2 separate regions of the Triticum aestivum genome follow, and region 2 is linked to region 1. Evidence: chromatin contacts called from public Hi-C data. All regions are on one chromosome and are shown on one strand. The core of a region is the stretch at or near the end of the contact, and the rest is flanking DNA. Distances in the headings are between cores, read along the strand shown.

What was found. Hi-C and Micro-C count contacts between places; a contact is called where the count stands out from the background.
Region 2: a contact with region 1 is called in a Hi-C map of leaf, with 2.4 times the contacts expected there. The contact joins the promoter of LOC123098215 here to the enhancer-like site in region 1. A contact is called at or near these places in 2 of 5 Hi-C or Micro-C datasets (leaf and root).

Annotation. Positions count from the first base shown.
Region 1 is chr4D:404,813,947-404,820,937 of IWGSC CS RefSeq v2.1, forward strand. No RefSeq gene overlaps it. Among protein-coding and RNA genes, the nearest start is that of LOC123098215, 110 kb to the right of the region's middle. Within about 2 kb of position 3,180, at least 1 of the 8 cell types and tissues checked has an H3K27ac peak or open chromatin away from gene starts, as enhancers often do. A contact at or near this core is called in leaf, where this site is marked.
Region 2 is chr4D:404,926,399-404,932,935 of IWGSC CS RefSeq v2.1, forward strand. LOC123098215 (3-ketoacyl-CoA synthase 6) reads left to right here and starts at 4,822. Exons shown (of 2, transcript XM_044520140.1): 1 at 4,822-5,818; 2 at 5,986-6,537. The coding sequence starts at 5,102.

The sequences.
Region 1 (6,991 bases), core at 1,930-4,429:
GATGTTTAGAAAGTGTAAAAGACATGTTGATAAATTTCAAATAAATTTGTTGCAATGAAAAATGTTTCCATAATTAAACCAATGAATGCGAAATTTTCAAAAATGTGTATACAATGTAAAAAATATTATTTTATAGCACAAAAAATGTATCATACTATTAAATAAAAAGCGAAGGACCAAAAGAAAACGTAGAATTTGAAGAAAGGAACAAAGAAAACCAACGTATAACAAAAGAAACAAAAAAACACGGTGAAAAAGCAAAGAGAATCAAAATATAATGAAGAAAAAAATAAAAACCAGGAAAAAACAGCGAAGAAATAAAGATCCAAAGACACAAATAAAATAAAAAACTAAAAAACCCGAACCAAACAGTGAAGACAGGACAAAGAAACAACACAAAAAAACAGGCCGACAAATAGTGAAAATCTAAACTAAGAAGAAGAAGAAGAAAGCACAAACTCCTACAGTAGTGTACCAGCCTAGTCACGCCGCGCCTTAGACGAGGGGGGCATACATGTCGCGGCCGACGATATATAGCTCAGGCGGCCTATAACTCTATAAGGCCATCTCCTTGCAGTAGGCATGGAATAGCCTTGGCGCTACTTCAACAAGAAGGGAAGGCAATCAATGTATTCTTTGGCCTGCCTGCGGGGACTCAGGCTTTAAGTGGCTTTTGGCGGGCAACCTTCATGGAGGTGGTTGTTTTAAAAAAATAGATAATCACATTTTGGAGTTTCATTTTTTTTGAAAAAAAATCTACACATTCATATGGATGTATTCTACATGCGTATAAAATATGACAATGAAATACATTATTGTGATAGCTACACAAAAAAGAGAAAATCCTGAATTTCTAATAGTGAAAAGTGTTTTGAAAATCTTGATTTGTCTTTTTCGTGTAGCCGTCACGATAACGTATTTCATCTTCAAAATTGACACACATGTAGAATACATCCACGAATACATGTATGATTTTTTTCAATTTTTTTGAACTTTAAAAATATATTTTTGACTTTTTTTTGCCAACGACCTCCATGGAGGTCGCCTGGCATTGGCATTCTGCGCATACTAAAGGCGTTATAGTGGCGAGGAATAACACAGTAAACTCGCATCTCCGGGCAGCCCTATGTCTCCCTTCACCCGAGACAGAGGTAACCCTCGTCAGAAGCGAGCCCGGGTGCGCGGGAGCCACAACCTCATTTTTGTTTTGTTTTTTTTTCATGTTTTTTTTCGTTTTTACTTTTGTTTATACTTCTAAATATTCTACTTCCTTCGATCCATATTACTTGTCACACTAATGAATGTACCTATAAGTATTTCAGTGGTAGATACACCCGTTTGAGCGATAAATAATATGGATCGGAGGGAGTAAATAAATATATTACAAAAAGCACTTTACATAAAACATTTTAAAAAAATGTTAACCAACTGTTTGAAAAATGTGAAATGTGTATAGACAAAACATTACTGATGTATACGAAAAATGTATAGAAAAAATATAAAATGTGTGTGAAAAAAGTTGATCGTGTATTTAAAAATTATTACAAAACAATTATTTGATTTTTTGATCAAAACAATATTAAAAAATGTTAATCAAGCATTTTATAATTTTAAATGTGTATATAAAAATGTTGACCATGTATTCAAAACATCTTATTATTTTATTAGAAAATTGTTAATCAATTATTTAAAAAAGGAAATGTGTATAAAAATGTTCAACATGTATTAAAAAACTGCTAGACATGTATTTAGAAAATATTAATAGAGCATTTGAAAAATGTTATATGTGGAGAGAAAAATTGTTGACCATGATAAAAAAAATATTATTACGAAAAAATTGTTAATTAAGCTTTGAAAATTGTTAAATTTGTACATAAAAAACATGATGATGTATTAAAAAATGTTGAAGTCTTATTAAATATACAGAAAAATGTAATACGTGTATGGGAAATATAGACGTAAATATATAAATTCACAAAATTGTTAATCAGTATTTTAAAATGTTAAATATGTATATAAAAATGTTTTAGATGTATCAGATGTTTTTTGAATGTGTACATAAAAATATTAACATATGTTTAAAAAAAGAAACCGGCAAAAAACAAAAAAAACAAAGGGAAGTGAAGAAACCCAATAAAAACCTAAAGGAAAAACAGAGAAAATAATTCAAGAAAATAAAAAACATGAAGGGAAAATTCAAAAGAATAAAAGCAAAGAAAACCAAGAAAAATAATGAAAACTGATGAATACAAAGAAAGGAATAAAGAAAAAGCCGAAGAAACGAATGATTCAAAAAAATTAATCTAGTATTTAAAAGAAATGAAGCATTTGGAAAAGCTTAAATTTGTATAGAAAAAAAACCTTGATGGTGATATATTAAAAAATAAACATTTGTTTGATATATACCAGAAATATACAATGTGTATGGTAAAAAATAGACATAAAAAATAGACATAAAAAATAAACATTTGTTTGATATATACCAGAAATATACCATGAAAGATGGGACGAAAAAAATCCTGAAAGCAAGACTATCAACTGCTCCATTAAAAATTGAGATACATACCTAACAAAACTAAGCGAGATATAGTTGCCGCGCGCATCTCTGCCCGTCCAGCACCTCCGGCCATCTACTTCCGTTGCCGCGCAACAGCACGAGGCGTCCAGAGGTGTCGGCCGTCAGCGCCCGCCGATATCCAACGGCCATACCAGCAACCGCACATCGTCCGTCATCGGTCATGAATGTACGCTCCAAAATCGTGCGGAGCGAGCCGTCTCCGCGTCCGGCGCGCCGCCATTCGCCACTGGCACCGGCACACGCCCGCCTGGCTCTGGCTCTCCGCTTTTCGGGCCTGAGCCTCCAACCAATTATCGTCGGCGGACGCACAACTGGCCGCCTCCATGCGTGTCCTTGTGCAGGTTGCTTGCTCGAGCTTTCCGCCGCTTACGCACGCACGTCCTCGTCGCCGGCCGTTGGCAACCGCCGAGAGGCCGTATCGTATGAAAGATGAGACATCGGTACGGCGGCAACTACACTGCGGAGCCGTAGCGATCGACGCGTAACCGCGACCATAAAATCTGACAGCTGCTTCCTATTAGCTCCTTCTGCTACTACCATTTACACATAAAATCCGAGACGCGGAACGTGCTCGGCACCGACAGCGATGGACACATACCCTACCCTAGCAAACGTTTAATCCTATTCCTAGACGCTCTCGTCTCGCCTGTTGACCCCAACGGCGACACTGTGCACACCGGTGATTCAGCACGGCGCCATCGTGATATAGCGAAGCGCAATGAATAGGCCGGCCGGCGTCAACCGCCAACCACATTCCGGTAGCAGAGCAGCCACCACACGATCGTGCGGAGTCACGTCCCGGACCTCTCCGTTGACCGGATGAGTCGATCCTCCCCTCCTCCCAACCGCACGTCGTGATCATGGTGTTTGACATGGCTGACTTTGCTTACGGCATCGTCCTCCCAACCGTCCCCCGCGACGATAAGGCGTTTGACGATCAATCTCGACGGACTTGCTTGTCCAACACAAGCTCTCGCTCGTCTCGTGCCAGCGACGACACTCGATCATCCATGGGCGGGCCTGCATGTGCATGCATGGAGTAATGCTCAGGGCCGGCCGGCGCTGGAAATATGAGCAATTTACCAAATGATTTTATAAACAGAAATATTAGATAAAGCATGACTAATATAGCCGCGATAAAGCAAGTCATGCAATCTGACAAAAAGAAAGTAAATAGCATCTGCATATATGAACTTGAACTAAACACATCTAGAACAGACACTAGATAAAGTTGCATATATGAAGTAGAACCTATCATATGTAGGGCAGAAACTAGAGCAAAGAACTGTGTCATGACATCTAACAGAAAGAGCAAGAACACGTACAGGTCAGCAGCAGCAGAAGCACTGGACTTGGGGTCGACATCCTCTCCAGCCATGTTGTTGCTGAGGTAGTCGACGTCGGGGAAGAAGTCGTCGTCGAGGAAGTAGTCGTCGGAGTCCGTGATGAAGAAGCCAGTAGTCGCGCAGAGCGCTCCCCAAAAACCTTACACCCTTCTCCCGTACAGGACTCAAAAGGTGCGGTTCCGGAGGCCTACTGTCCCGACCTGCAGTGCACGCCGCAAGCCGGGATGGGGAAGAACGTAGCAGCAGCGCAGTGCTCGGAACTTTGTGGCGAGAGGAAGAGGAGCTTCTGGTGTGTCTCTCAGGAGAGGAGCGACCTCTCTTATATAGGCACAGGAGAAGGACGCGAACAGGCTGCGGCGGGAGGTGAAGCAACGGAGGGAGACGAAACGAACAAGCTGCGGCCGAAGAGGCGCGTCGTTCAAATTCAGTGTCCACTACAGAAAACGTTTCAGCTCCCGCGTGACCTTTCGTATACCCGTCGTGCGTGGCAAAAATTTAGACATCGGCTCGGCTCATTCCCGCAACCCGCAACCCGCGGCACGGCGCGTCGTGACGAGGCGGGCGGCGGAGGAGGAGCGCGCGTGGATGTCCCTCTTGTTCTTAGGCTCATACATATGGGGAAAGAACCTCCTTTATAAAGAGGTCCAACTCCCTTCTAAACTAGCAATGTGGGACTAAACTTTAGTAGTGTCCCTTGCCTTGCACGAATGGGCTAAGTGGGCCTCTAGGATTTATTAGGAATCTCTGAAATTGTTATTGGACCAGGCCCATAAAAGGATAAATTCCAGCAATCCCCTACCAGATCCTAGAGGCACATAGAATTTGCCTTTAGTTCCAAAACACTGTCTTATATACCGGTACTGCAGTGGAGACTGTTAAGTTGAACTTCCACCTAGAACTCTATGCTACACTAGTAAGCAACTTGAACACTGGACTAAGCCTTGAACTGCAAGTTTTCTGCGAATCTAGCTTCACATAAAGCCTTGACCGATACGTGGCTACCGTGGGTCTTCCCCGCGGGTGGAGCTTATGCGTCATACTCCGAGACCTTTCATGAGTTTACTAGAGAGAACCCTATTCTCATAGATTGCGACGTTTAACAATCAGACTCATATAGGTGTGTTCTTCAAAAGATGTTCTGCAGGACAACATCTCTGCTTAAATGAGCCACTTAGAACACATTAAGATATACATCAACCTGCCATACAGTTTTAGGAGAGTATTGCATCTTCATGGAGTGGTATTGTTAATAGTAAGGATACTCTCCTCTCAGTTGATCAACAGCTTGTCTTCCACATCTAATTCACGGGATCTCCGATCACAAAGAATAGGTTACCACTGTGAACAACTCATATTGTGGGTCTCATACCCATCTCCCTCGATGCATTATCTATCACATTACGTGATAGACCCTTAGTAAAAGGATCTGCCAGATTTTTAGACGTTTGGATATAATCCAATGCAATAACTCCGGAGTTTCTCATTTTCCTGACAGACTTTAACCTTCTCTGAACGTGTCTTGATGACTTCATGTTATCCTTTGAGCTGCTCACTTTCGTGATCACAGTTTGATTGTCGCAGTTCATAAGGATACCCGGTACAGGTTTCTCAACAACCGGCAAGTCATTCAAGAGCCGGCGAAGCCAATCTGCTTCGACCGTAGCTGTATCTAGTGCTGTGAGTTCTGCTTCCATTGTTGACCTCGTTAAGATGGTCTGCTTGCAAGACTTCCAAGAAACAGCGCCACCTCCATGAGTGAATACATAACCGCTCGTGGCCTTTATCTCATCAGCATCTGAGATCCAGTTTGAGTCACTATACCCTTCAAGCACCTTTGGGTGCCCAGTGTAGTGAATTCCATAATTCGCAGTGCCTTTCAAATAACGCAAAACTCTCTCTAGAGCTTTCCAATGCACATCTCCTGGTTTTGAGACAAACCGACTCAGTTTGCTAACAGCAAAAGAGATGTCAGGTCTTGTAGCACTGGCTAAGTACATAAGCGAGCCAATAATCTGAGAATATTTCAATTGATCTCTAGCAATTCTTTGATTCTTTCGAAGTAACACACTCGCATCATATGGTGTTGGAGAGGGCTTGCAGTCACTATAGCCAAAGCGACTCAAGATCTTTTCCACATAGTGAGATTGAAGCAATGTAATCCCACCATCATCGTCTCTCAACAACTTGATGTTCAAAATGACATCAGCCACTCCTAAATCCTTCATCTCAAAACAACGAGATAGGAAATCCTTGACCTCCTTAATAACATTCAGATTTGTTCCGAAAATCAGTATGTCATCAACATACAAGCAAAGAATAACTCCTTCGCCCCCACCATGGCGATAGTACACACATTTATCAGCTTCGTTTACAACGAAGCCTGCAGCGGTTAAAGTTCTTTCAAACTTCTCATGCCACTGTTTGGGTGCTTGCTTGAGTCCATACAAAGACTTCAGCAACTTGCACACTTTTCCTTCCTGACCATCTAGTACAAACCCATCTGGTTGTTCCATATAAATTTCCTCGTCCAACTCTCCATTTAGGAAAGCAGTCTTAACATCCATTTGATGAACGAGAAGACCATGTGAGGCAGCTAGTGAAAGTAGAACTCGAATAGTGGTCAGTCGAGCCACAGGTGAGTAAGTATCAAAGAAGTCTTCACCTTCCTTTTGGGTATAACCCTTAGCCACGAGCCGAGCCTTGTACTTTTCAATAGTACCATCAGGCCTAAGCTTCTTCTTGAATACCCATTTGCATCCTATAGGTTTGCACCCATAAGGACGATCAGTTATCTCCCAAGTTTCATTCGCCAAGATGGAATCCATCTCGCTACGAACCGCTTCCTTCCAGTAGTCAGCATCTTCAGATGCATAGGCCTCTGAAATAGAACTGGGAGTGTCATCTATGAGATACACAAGAAAATCATCACCAAAGGACTTTGCAATCCTCTGTCTCTTGCTCCTAGTAGGAACTTCATTGTTCTCCTCCACAGAATTTTCAAAGTGTTCCATCGAAATGGCAGGTTCGGTAATTGTAACTAGTTCCTGATTCGATGAACTAGGCATCT
Region 2 (6,537 bases), core at 3,572-6,071, 110 kb after region 1:
AACGTGCTGGCCGCCACCTCATCGACATCCCTGCAGCCGACTTCTTTCTCTGCCTGCATGACGCGCACGTCGATGGTGGATGGCGCGGTCGCTGGCACTGAAGGCGCGGTACGACGCGGCATCGTCGACGGCAGCGATGATGCCCGTGCCGCCATGCTCCCCGCTGTACCGGCCTGGAGCAACTCACCACTCCTCCGCGAGCTGGCTTGGAGCACCGAGCCGCTGAACCACGCACCGGCTTGGGGCGGCAACTTGCTCCGTCGGGCTAGGGGAGGGAGGTGGAGCAGCGAGCTGCCTCGCTCGTATCCGCCGGGCTCGGCGGGCCACCCATCCGACTTTTATGCCAGAGAACTACTCTTCCTGCTTGTCGGATGGCATCGGAACAGTGGAGAAAATGGTGGAAGGAGGAGATGGGGAGCGGCGGAGTGGTGTGATTCTTGCCCAGCGTCTGACCTCGTTTAAATAGAGGACGAACGGGAGGAGCTTGCCCGGTGTTGCATTTAACACCGGCCCGCTCGTGAACGCACGTGAGGCCGGAGTAGATTTCTCGGCTTCCACGCGGGGTTAATGAAGGTGTTTGAATGCGACGATGAGGCATTTTTAGCCGAGCGTGCAGCGGGCGGCGCCCTCAGCCACCGCGCCGCTTCAATGGCGGAGGCGGTGAGAGGTCGCGTCCGCCCTGAGCTACCTGCAATGTGAAGCGGCGCGCTCTACAACGACATGAATGCGGGCAGCTGGTGTCAAATTCGTCGCGTACGGTCGACCGTTTGAAATTTTCTTTGACCGGCAGCTTCATCACACAGTTCCACACGACATTCGCGTTGCAAGTTTTCTGTTTCGACGATCCTATTGCACCGTCGCTGCAATTACGCGCACATTGTATTTCTTCTCATATGTCCTCTGTCTCAGAGCCATCCTATTCGTCCCTTTTGACACCAACCCCGTTCCTCTTTGACGTCCTTGCCCACATCCTACTACAGTGGAGTCGTCCCCGGCATCAGTCATCTTGGCCTCCTCTCTCTCTTGTGCTACTGCACTGATGCTGCCATGGCGCAAGCACTGCATTTCTCCTTTATCCATTGTCTCCGTGTAGACTTTCTCTACGACGACGAGGCTAGCAACTAATTCGCCGTGCCGCCTAGGGGGTCGCTCGCGCATGACGCACGTCCTGTCGGACACGGCGCCATGACTACCGTCCACCTTAGTCGCCATGGTCCGACACAGACTGCATTTCTCCTCCCCCGTCCTCTGCCCCAACGCTCCTCCGCACAGACTTTCTCTGCGGCGGCGTTCGCCACGACGCCGACAGGAACACTCGCCCGAGACTCCGTGCTCGTCGTGTCAGACGCGGCGCCACTACCACCGTCCACCTTCCACCCAGTCGCCATGGTCCAACACACGCTGCATTTCTCCTCCCCCGTCCTTTACCTCAGCGCTCCTCCGCACAGGCTTTCTCTACGGCACCGAGGCTAGCAACTAGTTCGCCGCGTTGTCAGCAAGAACACTCGCCCGAGACTCCGTGCTTATCGTGCCGGACGCGGCGCCGTAGTCGCCGGGCACAATGTGTGTGTGCTAAGTGTAAGTGTTAGCTCTTAATCATATCCCAAGTATACAACCAAACACCGTGTAGTCGCGTGAGCCGAGGCAGTGCAGGCAACCAAACTCTCTGCCAAAATTGCTCCCCTAACGCGAGAGAATAAGATGCGGGCAACTAAGGGTGTGTTCAGTTAGGGGACCAACTGTCATGGAATGGAATGGTTCCATTCCAGAGGAACGGGTCCATTCCATTCCTGTGTTTGGTAGGAGCAAAAGAGTAGAACGGGTCGGTTCCGTTCTGGTGTTTGGTTGGAAGCACGTAATGAAAAATGGAACGGCCTAAAATTTAAAATTTCGGCAGCATTTCGTTTGTAATTTGATTAAAAACAACATAACAATAGATATTGACAAGTTTATAACACATGAATGACAGCACAGAACATAATTTTCAACAAGTTGCACATACAACCATATAGTTCACATAAGAAATTCCCAAAAGCATCAAAAACAGCAGCCATTGCAGCTAGTGCAACAAAAACAGCAGCTCCCCTAACCATCTTTTTTCTTGTGTTCATCTTCATGACCATCTACAAGTTACCAATGATGCTTACATCAACATATATATTGCAAACATACACTGGACAACAAATAAACATGAACAGTAGCTGCATATACAGGGGGTGGGGGGGTTATTCTACCTTCACAGTTCGAGTCCGGCCGTCGAGCACCCGCTGCTTGGAGTCCTTCCGTCGAGCTGCTGCAAAACGATAGAGAAAGAGAGATTATCAGGCATCCGGAAGGGAGGAAACGGCCGGCATGGATGCGAGGAACCGGCCGCCATGGAGAGGAGGACCCGGCCGCGGCCGGGAAGAGGAGGAACGGGCGGCCAGGGATGGGACGAACTGGCGCCGGCCGACTGGGAAGGGAGGGCCGCTTCAGCTCAGATCCATGGAGGGGGGAGGGGAGAGGAGGGGGAGGGGGAGGCAACCGCTGGCCGACGGGGAGAGTGGACCGGCGGCGCTGCCCAGATCCATGGGGAAAGGAGGAGGGGAGGGAGACGGCGCACCTGCGGGGCTAAGGACGAGTGCGAGGGAGGCAGCCGTTCCGCGTGGTCCGGCCGTTTTCGGGGTATGACTTCATTCCGCATCTGGGCAGAATATTCGCTCGGAAGAATGCCATTCCAGGCCATCCCTTCAACTGAACACACCCTAAACAATGCGCAGATGTTGGTTTAGAGACTGTGTTTGCTCGATCAGTCTCCGATGAGCCAGGCTTGAGCTAGCCAGCCCCGGCTGGAACGGCCGCCAAACACGCCCTTTCCTATCGATTTTCCTGGCGTTCTTTGGCTCGATCCTCGCACGCAGATGTTTAACGCCGTTGCACGTACTACGCCTACGCGAAGGACCACGGCGCATTTCCCTCGAGACAAAAAATGTTTTCGACACGGTCCTTTCGATTCCGGGAGATTGGGAGGGAAGTCCGATTGGGAGATGACTCCTTTACTTTCACTCACCACTTTTGTACAGCCAGCCTGCGCGGCCGCTGCGCCGGTGGCAGGGGGGCTTTAAATTGGATCGGCTTAGGTCACTGCATACGTGGCGGATGTGCGAAACAGATTTGGCGTCGAGGCTTTACTGCTCTCCTCTCTGGGATCGTCCGGTGCCCGCCCGCTTGCAGTTATACCTCCTCCTTCAGTCACCTGCCACCACGGCGCGATCTCGGGTCTCAAGTCTGAACTACATTCACTGCTTCCGGTCGCGAGGAAAATAATTGTGAGCGAGAATATATACATGGCATCAGGGCAGCACTGCCACGCCGGGCAATTGCAGTTCTAGCCGTTCAAAGATCGGGCAGCACCCAATCCAGTCCAGCTGGAGCTGCTGCTGCTGTGCCAGTGCACCGTCAGAGTTTGTCCTCTCAATCATTAATCAAGGTCGCAGGTGTAATGTGATGGCCTACTGTACACCAGTACTACATCCACGGCCACTGAATTGGTTGCTCAATGTAAGGCCGTACCGAGTGCAAAATGCTGGTGCCCGTGCCTACCGCTACCATTACCAGATGACAGCGATTTAGCCTCCGCCAAAAACTGGCGCCTTTTCTTCCAAAACAGGCCACCGGCGTCGCGTCTCCTAATCTCCAAACCCAAGGAAAACCGATTTTCTCCATACGAATGGGAGAAAAATGAAATGGAGGTACCGTTTCAGTCGTTGCAGAGCGGCTGTTGCAGGAGCTTTATGACGGGGCAGCGACCCTGCTGCAGGAGTGCCTTAATTGTGCAAGCACTAGGTACCAACAGAGGAGTAATTTGCACATGTGGCCATGGACAGGTGTCACTGTGTGTGGAGTAATAAGTTGCGGGTGCAAGGGAGCGAGCCGATTGGTCATTTCAATTATTGTACGTGTGCCTGGCCATAGTCGTCGAGGGGAAAATTACCAGGAACGATGCACTGCCGCGTCTCCGGCGGTCCTGCCTCTGATCCTGAACGATGTGAAAAAGGGGGAATGCAGGGGTTTCGACGTCCCATTCAGAATTTGGAGTTGGATGTGACTGCTGCTGCTGGACGACGTGTGCTTAGCTCAGCTGGATCAGGCGTTGGTACGTCTGTTGAACTAACCGCCCTTGCGAGTCTCTGGGTTTGATCATCAGATACAGGATAGGGCAGCAGCAGCATGACAGCATGAGTTGTAAATTGTATATGCCCGGTTTATATCATGAGGTTGGTTAACCAGCGCGATTGTTCAGATGTAAGCATGACCGTGCGCCGGTGTACTGTTTTAGTGTGTCACTTCCCCGTCCTATTTAATTACATCATGTCGAAGCAAGTGATTGGAGCTCAACTGTCTGAAGCTCAAAGGGATAGTATCAGGCAAGCAGGCCATGTAAGTACTACTCCGCCGTGCGACTAATAAATAATAATGATCACAGACAGAGTTTGTACTACGACTAATAATGTGCGTCTAACAACAACAGTAAAATTTCAGGGGCCTCCTTGAACGAAACGATCCGCGTTGAAGCATTGGCGTTAACCGTCACCCTACGGAGCAGAAGGCCGATGGAAACGGCGCAGAGGCTGGAGAAAGCGATCCCGGCCCAGGACGAAGACCGTAGTCGCACGCAGACGCAGCACAAGACGCCGTGCCCGTGTGTGTGCGCGCGCGCGCGCCAACAGAAGGAGCCCTCTCAGTGGCCGGCCAGGCCGAACTCACGCTCCGGTTGGTGGCGGTAGCCAGTCTCCTCATTTAAACTGCCCATCTGCCCCGGTCCTTCCCTCCGCCCCGCCACTCTATTAAACCCCACCACGCCACCACCTCCTCTGCAACCGCAACCGCAACCGCTCCGCCCGGCATCTCGCCTCGTCGCACTTCCCTCCAGCCCCACACCCAGCCAGCACCCGGAGACGAGACGTGTACGTGCGCGTAGCACCAACCCGAGCCCAGCGGTGCGCCGCAGAAACAGGCAGGCAGCGGTGCGCGGCGGGACGGAAGGCCAGGGTGACGTGCGGGCGCGGGCCGGGCCAGAGGCCTAAGTAGCGAGCAGCGCCGATCGACGGACCGACCGGTCATGCCGAGCGCGCTGGGGAGCGGCTTCGCCGGGTCGGTGAGGCTCAAGTACGTGAAGCTGGGGTACCAGTACCTGGTGAACCACTTCCTGACGCTGCTGCTGGTGCCGGTCATGGCGGCCACGGCGCTCGAGCTGGCGCGCCTCGGCCCCGGCGAGCTGCTCGCGCTCTGGCGCGCCCTCGACCTCGACCTCGTGCACATCCTCTGCTCCGCCTTCCTCGTCGTCTTCGTCGCCACCGTCTACTTCATGTCCCGCCCCAGGCCCGTCTTCCTCGTCGACTACTGCTGCTACAAGCCCTCCCCCAGCTTCCGGGTGCCCTTCACCACCTTCATGGAGCACATCAAGCTCATCTCCAACAACGACAAGAGCCTGCGCTTCCAGACCCGCATCCTCGAGCGCTCCGGGCTCGGCGAGGAGACCTGCCTCCCGCCGGCCAACCACTACATCCCGCCCAACCCCAGCATGGAGGCGTCGCGCGCCGAGGCGCAGCTCGTCATCTTCAACGCCATCGACGACCTCGTCCGCCGCACGGGCCTCAAGCCCAAGGACATCGACATCCTCGTCGTCAACTGCAGCCTCTTCTCCCCGACGCCCTCCCTCTCCGCCATGATCATCAACAAGTACAAGCTCCGCAGCAACATCCGCAGCTTCAACCTCTCCGGCATGGGATGCAGCGCCGGGCTCATCTCCATCGACCTCGCGCGCGACATGCTCCAGGTTAGTACTAAGTAAACCCATTAATCTCTTAATTAATTTGGTATGGCATACCTAATACCGGTACCGACTGCCACTACACTCTTCACTCTTCTTCACAACTAATTCGATCACCAGCTAGTGACATGGTGGATATGGATCTGATCATCTGATCGAACATGTATGTACAGGTGCATCCCAACTCGAACGCTCTGGTGATCTCGACGGAGATCATCACGCCCAACTTCTACCACGGGAGCCGGCGGGACATGCTGCTGCCCAACTGCCTGTTCCGGATGGGCGCGGCGGCGATCCTGCTGTCCAACCGGCGGCGGGAGGCGCGGCGCGCCAAGTACAGGCTGGTGCACGTGGTGCGCACGCACAAGGGCGCGGACGACCGCGCGTACCGGTGCGTGTACGAGGAGGAGGACGACGAGGGGCACTCGGGCATCTCGCTCTCCAAGGAGCTCATGGCCATCGCCGGCGAGGCGCTCAAGTCCAACATCACCACCATGGGCCCGCTGGTGCTGCCCATGTCGGAGCAGCTGCTCTTCTTCTTCCGCCTGGTGGGGCGCAAGGTGATCAACAGCAAGTGGAAGCCCTACATCCCGGACTTCAAGCTGGCGTTCGAGCACTTCTGCATCCACGCCGGCGGCCGCGCCGTCATCGACGAGCTGCAGAAGAACCTGGAGCTGTCGCCGCGGCACGTGGAGGCGTCGCGCATGACGCTGCACCGGTTCGGC